Linked DNA regions of Ovis aries: all the other regions are linked to region 1. The links are chromatin contacts, called in public Hi-C maps. All regions are on one chromosome and are shown on one strand. The core of a region is the stretch at or near the end of the contact, and the rest is flanking DNA. Distances in the headings are between cores, read along the strand shown.

What was found. A called contact is a pair of places that touch in the nucleus more often than the background predicts.
Region 2: a Hi-C map of liver shows a contact between it and region 1, with 4 times the contacts expected there. The contact joins the promoter of CDKN2AIPNL here to the enhancer-like site in region 1. A contact is called at or near these places in 3 of 16 Hi-C or Micro-C datasets (liver, skin fibroblasts and tail adipose tissue).
Region 3: a Hi-C map of liver shows a contact between it and region 1, with 2.8 times the contacts expected there. The contact joins the promoter of JADE2 here to the enhancer-like site in region 1. A contact is called at or near these places in 2 of 16 Hi-C or Micro-C datasets (liver and muscle).

Annotation. Positions count from the first base shown.
Region 1 is chr5:43,655,988-43,659,025 of ARS-UI_Ramb_v3.0, reverse strand. No RefSeq gene overlaps it. Among named protein-coding and RNA genes, the nearest start is that of JADE2, 42 kb to the left of the region's middle. Within about 2 kb of position 1,630, at least 45 of the 54 cell types and tissues checked have an H3K27ac peak or open chromatin away from gene starts, as enhancers often do. A contact at or near this core is called in liver, muscle and tail adipose tissue, where this site is marked.
Region 2 is chr5:43,608,934-43,611,971 of ARS-UI_Ramb_v3.0, reverse strand. It overlaps CDKN2AIPNL (CDKN2A interacting protein N-terminal like), which reads left to right and starts at 1,473. Exons shown (of 2, transcript XM_060415745.1): 1 at 1,473-1,727. The coding sequence starts at 1,489.
Region 3 is chr5:43,698,063-43,701,100 of ARS-UI_Ramb_v3.0, reverse strand. It overlaps JADE2 (jade family PHD finger 2), which reads right to left and starts at 1,621. Exons shown (of 12, transcript XM_042250530.1): 1 at 1,516-1,621.

The DNA of each region.
Region 1 (3,038 bases), core at 381-2,880:
AATTTCATGGCTGCAGTCACCGTCTGCAGTGATTTTGGTTACACTTTGTCAAAGGGGTCCCTGAGCAGCATAGCTTAGATGCCACTGCTTTACTAAAGCAGTGAGAATGCCTAATTTTTTAGGACTATCTTTGCTCCTTTGCTTTATGTGGAGTCAGACAGTTGGCCATATAATGCTCAGCTCAGGATATGTCTTAATGGAGGAACTACAATGAATGCAGCCTCAGTCAGCCTTAAGGCCACAACCTATAACCTCTAGTCAGTACATTTTCTGCATAGGCCATGGGGTTCCCTAACCATGACCAGGTATCCCTGATTCACCGAAGTTAACCTGGGGACCTGATTTTGGTAATAGGATATTGCTTGGAGCCTGTAACCCAGATTTGTGAGTCTGCTAGACTCAAAAATTTCTCTTATGACCACGGGCCCTTGCCTGGGGCATCTCTACAGGCTCACCTCCCTTTGAGGAAATGGTCATTGAATCTGGGTTCTAGGAAAACCAGGATTTCCTTGGTGATTACATGTGCCATCCATTTCACCTGGGCTAGAGCCACAAGGAAGATACACTTGTTAACCCAGTGTGTATCAGAAGAGCACCAAGTCCCACGGGGCTGGGTTTAAGGTGCAGAGGGTCTTCTGTATACTTTGTCCCTTTCTTAGAGAACAAAGATGCTCATTAACTAGTATATGAAAAAAAAGGCTCTGGTAAAGTCTGCAGTGAATGGTGTTTCAGTTCAGTTCAGTTCAGTCGCTCAGTCATGTCTGACTCTTTGAGACCCCATGAATCGGTGTTTAGGTTTTCTGAAAACGCTGCTTCCTAAACATACTTGCCCATGGGACTCATTTTTTGACCACTTCACTCATTATCATCCAGGGACACATCGCCCTAACGATAAAGTCCAGAACTTATGACTGGCATTTGGAGCCTGCCCTACAGATTTCACTGGTCAACCTCTCTCCTCTCCTGCCATCAGGACTCCTCTTCACATCTCGTGGGTTCTTCTCCTCCAAGGCACAGCCCACAGCTGTCTCCACCTGTTGGGGTGCCAGTATCCCTCAGCCAGTGTTTCCTTAAACACTCGAAGACCCCCCTCCTTCCCACAAATCCACTGCTGGCTATTACTTCCATCCTTGAGTATGCCTACCCCTGGATGCCTGTCCTTTCCCTCTCCTCCTTTCCAGGTCATTTCTTGCTGCTCTCTTGGTGCTCTTATGAGATCAAAGGCTTGGGAGACTACATTTGACAACAAGGCAAGGGGGCAGGACTGGGTCTTGAAGCATTCTCAGAACCTGAGCCTCCTCTCTCAGCCTCCTAACAGAGATTCTGCTTCAGGCAGTAGAATTTTGCGGGGTAGGATCAGAGGTGGAGAGGGTGTGTGGAGGAAAACCCAGTGCCAGCTTCTTCCCTGGGCAGGGACCGGAGGCTGTCTCCATGCCTCAGTATGGCACTTGGTGAATGAACAACCAGTGACAGTTCTCAGAGAGAAGCCCCTACCCACAGTTCAGGACACATTTCCCAAGTGGGAATTTGCCAACTTCCCCAAACTCGACACATCCTGGCTGGAGCTGCCTGTAGGCCGGGCACCTCCGGGGCAGCCGGGCAGGGCGGGGTGGCCTGCAGAGCCGCGGATGGGCCTCACACCCAGCAAGGGCCAGGACACCCAGTCCTTGGCGGAGGCCCAAACCGGCTCTGTTTACAGAATCTGTCAGCTCTATTTCCCCCTCCCCCTCCCACCACTTCCCCTTGAGTCCTGGGGGCTGGGAGCTCGGCAGGCGGGGCCTGAGGGAGCCTAGGAGGCAGCCAAATCCCAGGCGGGCCCCTCAGTACCCCTCCCCTCCTTGGCTCCTAGGGTCCAGGCGTCCCGCTGTTCCAGTCTTCTGGTTTTCCCTTTAAAGCACTGAGTGGGAATGCGCATTCTAAAAAGAGAAGCCTGAAGTAGTCAATGCTTACAATCCCAAGGAAAGTTTAGCCAACGGTGGAAAGATAGGCGCTGTGCCAGGAGCCACAGGGAGATTTTTCTAAGCCGGGGGCTTCCTGGATACCTCCAGGCAGTCCGAAAGGAGGGTCCCTCTTTCCTAAGAACCCCAAACCGATGGGCCCCGGGGAACTTTTCCAGAAGTGCCGGAGGGACTTGGCGCAAATTAGCTGTAGCCGGGCGGGCCGGCCGGGGGCTTTCAGGGGGTAGACAAGTCTAGAGATAAGGCCAACTGCCAGCCAGGCCGCAGTGACTCAGCTGCGGCGGCAGCAAGGAGGCTCCGCCGGCCCCGAGGAACGGGACAGGGGAGGCGGGGCCCAACCTGCGACGCCCCGCCCCGCCCCGGGGCTCCGGGAAGACCGGCCCACCGCCCCCAGCTTCCCAGATGCGCCCGGATTTCCCACGGGTTTCCCCGCCTGCTGCAAATAGTGACAAAAGCTGGCACTCTCAGAGCGCTCACTATATGTTCGGCACTTCGCCGGCATCCTGTCTTGTTATCTCCATCAAAGCTCTGAAGCAGGCGGTATTATTACCTCCATTCAAAGACAAGGAATCTGAGGCTCAGAGATGCCAAGAGATTTGCTCAAGGTCACACAGCTACTGAATGGTAAGCGCCAGTTTCCAACCCCCCAGACACCTTTTGCCCCTTCCCAGCTCCTATGTCTATCATGTCCTGCCCTTCCAGGTGCTAGCAGGTTCCCTAAGGGTGCTTTCCTAGGCAAAACCAGAAACCTGGACATCCCCTAGCCTGGGGGCTAACTCGATACAAATATTTATCGTTTTTGAGGCAAATGCAGCGGTCTTGATTATGCATCTGCTGAACTCCCAGCCTGGTTTCAGGTGGCAGCAAAGTTCCCCAGCCCTAAGTTTCCTTTTGACCTCCATTCTGAGGGGAAACTCCTAGGCACAGAGCTAGGTCCCCAGGGAACACTGGGCTGCCAGCACCCAGCCCTTTCCTCTGGAGAGATGTGGTATCCGGAAAGGCCCTGCCTTGCTCACAGATTAGCTCCCCAAACATCAGGCCTTGCCAAGTGAGAAGCAGGCGACTCACAGTACCACACTA
Region 2 (3,038 bases), core at 224-2,723, 47 kb after region 1:
GATTTCACAGGTCTGTTCACATTCTTCCCAATAACCAGGGTAAAAGTAGCATGCCTCCCTATTGTTAACCACAATGGGTGTCACTGAGCCTGGTACTGTTTTTTGCAGGCACAGTCTACTTGTGAGACTGCCTGATATTTCCATTCCATACCTGTTTTATGCCTGCTAGAGGCCCTGATGTCTCATCACAAGCTGCAGAAGCAGGAGACTCATAGGTTGCTTTGCTCCTAAGCCTCACAATACTGGACCTACACTGAAGCCTTGGATCCTGGACTCTAGGCTCAGTTCTGTACTTCAACCCACATTTGATGGGGGAAGATGGGGAAGCCTATTAGCTCAATAACTTCCCAAGGTTGATGGAAGTGCAAGTGGTTTCCCAGTTCCTGAATGAGATGTGAAATTCAGCTTTTATGAACTCGTTTGTCAGTGGGTCTACCTGACCCTAGAACCGACAGCAGAGTCAGGCCAACTCACCTGCTTATTTCCTCCAGACACTTCCATTTTGGCTCCTGCCAACATCTTTTGGAAATACCTGGTTAAAATCCTTCAGTGGCTCCCCATTCTTTTTAGGGCCTAGGCCACAACTCCTTCTGTGATCTACTGTCCTTGGTGATCTTTGCATCCTTATCTCCTCCACTGTCCCCCTACTCTAGGATTTGTCATACAGATCTTGCAGTTCTCTCACCAGTTCGGGGTCTCCTGCGGTGCCCTACTCTTTTCCGGGTACTTAACTCTTGTCAGTTCCTCAGCTCTCCAGTATCATTTCCCTGACCACCAAGTCTGCATCAGGTCTCTTGCTTATCCATGCTCCTGGCACTCTGGGTCTCTCTTTTATTAAACTTCGTCAATGCTCAAAAGTCTTCCTTGAGCAATTATTAAATATTCACTAATAATGTCTATCTCCCCCAGCAGACTAAAGTTCACTAGAGGAGCGCTCTGAGTTTGCTCTCATACATCCCAGCACCTAGCAAAGGGTCTGGCAAGCACTCAGCTGAATCGCTAATTGGTTCCAGGAAGGCGGGCCACAAGCTGGGTGGAGTGTCAAGGCCTCTGGGAATGGATAAAAGTAGACCCTGAGCAACCACACCTGTAACTCCTCGGAACTGTGGGCAATGGTCCCGCGGGCCAGGTGCTCAGGGAATTCCCAGGTCAAGGACACAGTAAAAGCCCTGACTGACGTCCAGCTGCCGAATGGGAGAGGGCCGTCCTTGCTCTGTGCTTGGGAAGGCCTCCGTTTCCCTACTGGTTTCCCACTCGGTCCAGTGAGAACTGCCCCTGAGGCCCTGAGGTAGAGCCACTCCAGAGGCGCCGGCTGAGGTCTGAGGTGCCGGTTCGGGCTGGGTGAGGCCGCCGCGCCCGCCGAGGGCGCTCCAGACCAATCCTCCGGCGCAGTCGCGCGCCGCCGGTGCTCCTCTAGCCGCAGAGCGGTGGCGCGGTGCATGTCGGGAAGGCGGTGGGCGGGTCCAGCCCTTAGCGGTGGAGGGCGCCATGGTGGGTGGCGAGGCTGCCGCTGCCGTGGAAGAGCTAATCTCGGGTGTGCGGCGAGCGACTGACTTCGCTGAGCAGTTCCGCTCCTACTCGGAGAGCGAGAAGCAATGGAAGGCCCGCATGGAATTCATCCTGCGCCATCTGCCCGACTACCGCGATCCACCCGACGGTGGCGGCCGCCTGGACCAGCTGCTGTCCCTCTCCATGGTCTGGGCCAACCACCTCTTCCTGGGTTGCAGGTGCGGACCCTTGCCGGCTAACTGACCCTGTCCCAACCCGCAGTCCTAACCCCAGGGCTAGCCCCCGCCCAAGGCTGACCCCCGTCCCCAGTCTCCAACCGTACTGGCCAGGCCTAAGGCAGAGTCCCACCTTAGCCAATTCTTGAAAAGATACTAAACCTCTCAGAGCTTCGACTTTCTCATCTGGAAAATGAATTGTGATGACTACAGTATTAAAGGGTGAAAAGCACTTAGCACAGGCGGTCATCTAGCAAGAAGAGCCCTATACGTGCTAGGCGTTCAATTTTGTATTTAGTAATGCAAAATACAAATATTTTGTTTGTACTATTACTGTAATTACTTCAAGCCATCCTCTTTCTGAGTGCATAATTTTAAGTTCATTAGCTCCTTTCTTCCACATGGCAAACGTGCAGGGACAGAAACTGAGATCCCCAGTTTACATAAGCAACTGAAGAGAGGGAAAGAGACATACCTAGGACCATGCAGCTTCTGGCAGGATTGGTGGATTTTACCATTTATGGCAGGATGTAGTTTGTGGCCCTTGGCTTTTTCTCTCACATCCTAGTCTGCTGGACCCAGTAGCAAGCAGCACTCTTTGCCTCTCTGCCTTTCCTTTTATGAAAATAACAAATGCCTTCAAGAACTGTGTTTGAAATGCTTGAAATATGGCACTCTACCACTCCATGAAGTGGTTGGCAAATCTTTAGGCTCCATCCTTTTATTTAGCATTTCCTGAAATTCTGTTAGGATAATGAAATGACTTAGTTGACTAGTTCTGGTCTCTGTGCTCCTTATGGCTGTGTGGTCACATGGCCCCTCCAGTCCTAAGCCACTTGGTTTTGCTTTCAGATTTGGGGAGTTATTGGAACAGAATTTTGGGAAGCAGTGCCTGCTGCATCCCTTCTGTTTCTCTGACTTCCAGGTGCCCCTAGTAAATTCTAGTTAACAAGATCCAAGATTAGGCAAAAGAAAGAATATTGGACAAATGAACAAGTAACATTATTTTCATTAGACCAGTATTCCACATATTAAAAAAAAAAATTGGCCCTCATACCATATCCAAGAATACGTACTGCCAGATGTACAGTGCCTCTGTTTTTGTAAGTCTTGTTTTGTAAATCTTACACCTGCTCTGTCGGCATTCCTAGTGCCGCTTCTGTAGCTACATGCGGAAGAACTATTTTCTAACTTGATGTTGCTATCAGTTTCCCCAGTAGTATCAAATTGTTCCTCTGAGAGTTGCGTTTATAGTCCAGCTACCTGCAGTTTCTTTTTAGCCCACAGTGACAATAATTCTTCCAGGGTTTTTAT
Region 3 (3,038 bases), core at 372-2,871, 42 kb before region 1:
AAGCCCTTGACGCTAGGAGTGGGCGCAAAGTAACTCCATGAACGCCTCTCACCCACCCCCCCAAATAGCCTCCAACTGCGATGGCCGCGGTCGGCACCATTCACCAACCCCCCTGTGTATGTTTCTGTTTCTTTTTAAACCAAGACTTCCTTGTGATCTCTTTAGAAAAAAAAAAAAATGTGTTGGGGTGGGGGTGGGGTGGGGGCAGGCGGGAGGAGCGAGGGAGGGGGAGTAGCCACTTTTTTCTTATTCACTCGGATCTCCACTCCTGACCCCCCCCCCGTCCACCCCCCCGCCCAGTTGTTTGGCTCCAGCAGCGGGTTCAGGTAGCGTTGCAGGCCTCCGGGTGGAGGGCACCCTGCTGGGCCGCCCTCTTGCCTGCACCTCGGGCCTGTACTCCCCACGGGCTCTGGGGCACCCCCAGCCCGCCCTGTCCCCAGGGCCGGGCCCAAGCGGCGGCTGCGCCCGTGCAAGTCCCATCAGGTCTGCTCACACTTCACACACTCACACACATACCCCGCCCCTCCACTCTCACTCACACTTTCTGCTCACACCCCGCCCCCTTCGCGCCCCAGACCGGGGCGGCGCCCCCCGCAACCTTTAAAAAAAAAAAAAAGCAAGCTTATACTTAAAAAAATCTTTTGGCGCCATATTAATGACGTACTTAAAATTTGCCATTTCTCCCTGCGTCAAAAAGACGTTTCTTTGCAAATAACAGCCTGAAGGCGACACTCGCGGAGGGAACGAGGTTTGCACAGAGCACCCCGCCTCCCGGGGTTCCAGCGCTGGAAGACCCTCGCTCTAGGCCCTGCTGGTTAAATCGCTGGTTTAAAAATGCGAAACGAATAAATCGCGTGGCGTTTTGCAGCGCCAGAAGTGAGCAGAAAGTGCTGGCAGGAGCGGAGGGGAGGGGCGCGCGCGAGTCTGGGGGAGGGGGCGCGGCTCTCCTCCCCCACCCAGAGCAGATGGAAACTAACATCCCGGGCTGGGGAAACTTGAAATTGTGGGCCACCTCAAGAAGGAGGGGCGGTCCGTAGAGAGGGTCCCTCTCGGTTTATCGCCCCCTCCCCCCGCCCGAGTGCCTCCGGGCACCCGGCTTAGCCCCGCATTTCCGGGGGGTAGAGAACGCAGTGATGGGTGAGTGGGTGGGTGGCTGCACGTCCTGGTTCCAGTAGGAGTTTGCCCGAGGGTATCCACTTCCCCCTTGCTCCTTCCCACTCCCCTTAAAGGGTTAAAAACCAAGGGGCAACTTCCAAGGATTGGCACTTGGCGAGGAAGCGGGGCGCCCCTCTCCCCACCCTTCGCCTCCTCGCCCCTCCTCCTCCGGCTCCACTTCCCGACTTGACCTTGTGGTGCACAAACAGTTCGCTGGGATCCTCGCAGTTTCTGGAAGAAGAGCTTGCGCTCGCCAGGCAGGCGGGCTGTCGGGCGGCTCTCGGGCGCTGGCGGGGCCTTGGGTCCGTTCCCGGAGCCGCGGGCCACACCCACCCAGCCCGCTGCGCCCGCCGCACTCACCTTCTCTCGAGGAAGGAGCCTGGCTGGCCTTCTGGATGGGGAGAAGTGGGGGGCAAACTGCAGCCTTCTCAGATGCTCCCAGCTAGGGAAGGGGTGGTCTGGACTCAGGCGGGGTTTGGGGGAGGGGGAGACCTGGGAGCCAGGCCCAATATCCTCAAAGCATCATTGCCAACTTTTTCTAACCCCTCCTTTTTGGCTATCCCTCAAACATGATCCAATAATTTCTTCAACCTCACCTTTGACTTTGAAGGCACGTGGGTGAGTTGTGAACTGAAACAGGAACCGCCTCCCCTCTCCAAGACTGAAGGTTGTTTATCCTTTCTTTTCCCTCCACCCCTTCTGTGGAAAGATAAATATTCAATTTACATAAGATGACATTTATGTGACAATTAAGAAGATTCCCTGATGGAATGTTGTGAACACATTTGCTTATAGGAGAAATAAATCCAATAATAAACAAATTCATAATAGCACAAATCCTCAGACAGGGCGGATTGTCTACACAACAAAGAGGGAGATGATGGATGCTGAAATAAGCACTTTTTGCCACAGGAAAGAAATACGAGCTCCAAGGGAGTCACTGCAACATTTCTCTTCCATGGCCTCCATTCACAAAGTCTAGGGAAGTTTGCCAGCAAGATTGAGGGGCTGGGTATCACCTCCCAATTAGATCTGCTCCAGCGTTCAGTAGTCAGTTGGTAGGTTTTCTGAACCTCAAGCTCAGCGCCCAGAAACAGGTGTCCCAGACTGTGAGCATGTAACAAAATGGTTAAATAGGGAGGCTCTAATTCTGGCTCTGCAGTTCCAAGGCTGCTTCATATGGGCAGGTGAATTCATCTCTGGGTCTCTTTCTCCTCTTCTGTAGAATGGGGTGGTTGGAGGCTTCCTGAGGCCATATATATATATATATATATATATATGGACTATAACTGTATAGCAGGGTCTGACTCAGTGTATACGGTGCACATTAGCACTTTTCCTGGTGCCTACATTTTGGAAGGGTGCAAATACACTCCCTGAGAGCTGTTAGCACTAAGAAACTGAGGGACATATACAAGATTTCCCACTGTGGGCCAAAGGGAAGGCCAGGAAAAAAACTGAATGATTGTGGACTTCATGGTCAAGGTCCAGATGGTAGCTGCATATCTGAGGTGAGAGTGGAGGTACCAAGATACAGTGGCACAGTTGAAGGGAACTGCTCTTGTTAGAGCTAGTTGTAAAGGGTTTACATGTAGGAGAGGACTGGACAGGCTCCTCCTCTTAGCCATCCTGATCCCATGGCAAGCAGTTATTAAATGACCTAGAGGAAGAAGAGGGAGTGAATGACCATTTATAGGGCACCTGATCTGGGCTGTGGACTGTTAGTCATCCTCCTTCATCCTCAGGAAAACTGCATGTTACCTATTCAAAAGATTTAGCAACTTGCCACCAGTAGAACAGCTAGCAAGTGGCAGCAGAACGGGCACCTAGTCCAGCGGACCCCAGGACCCATGTGCTTTCCATTTTACCACACTGCCAAAAAT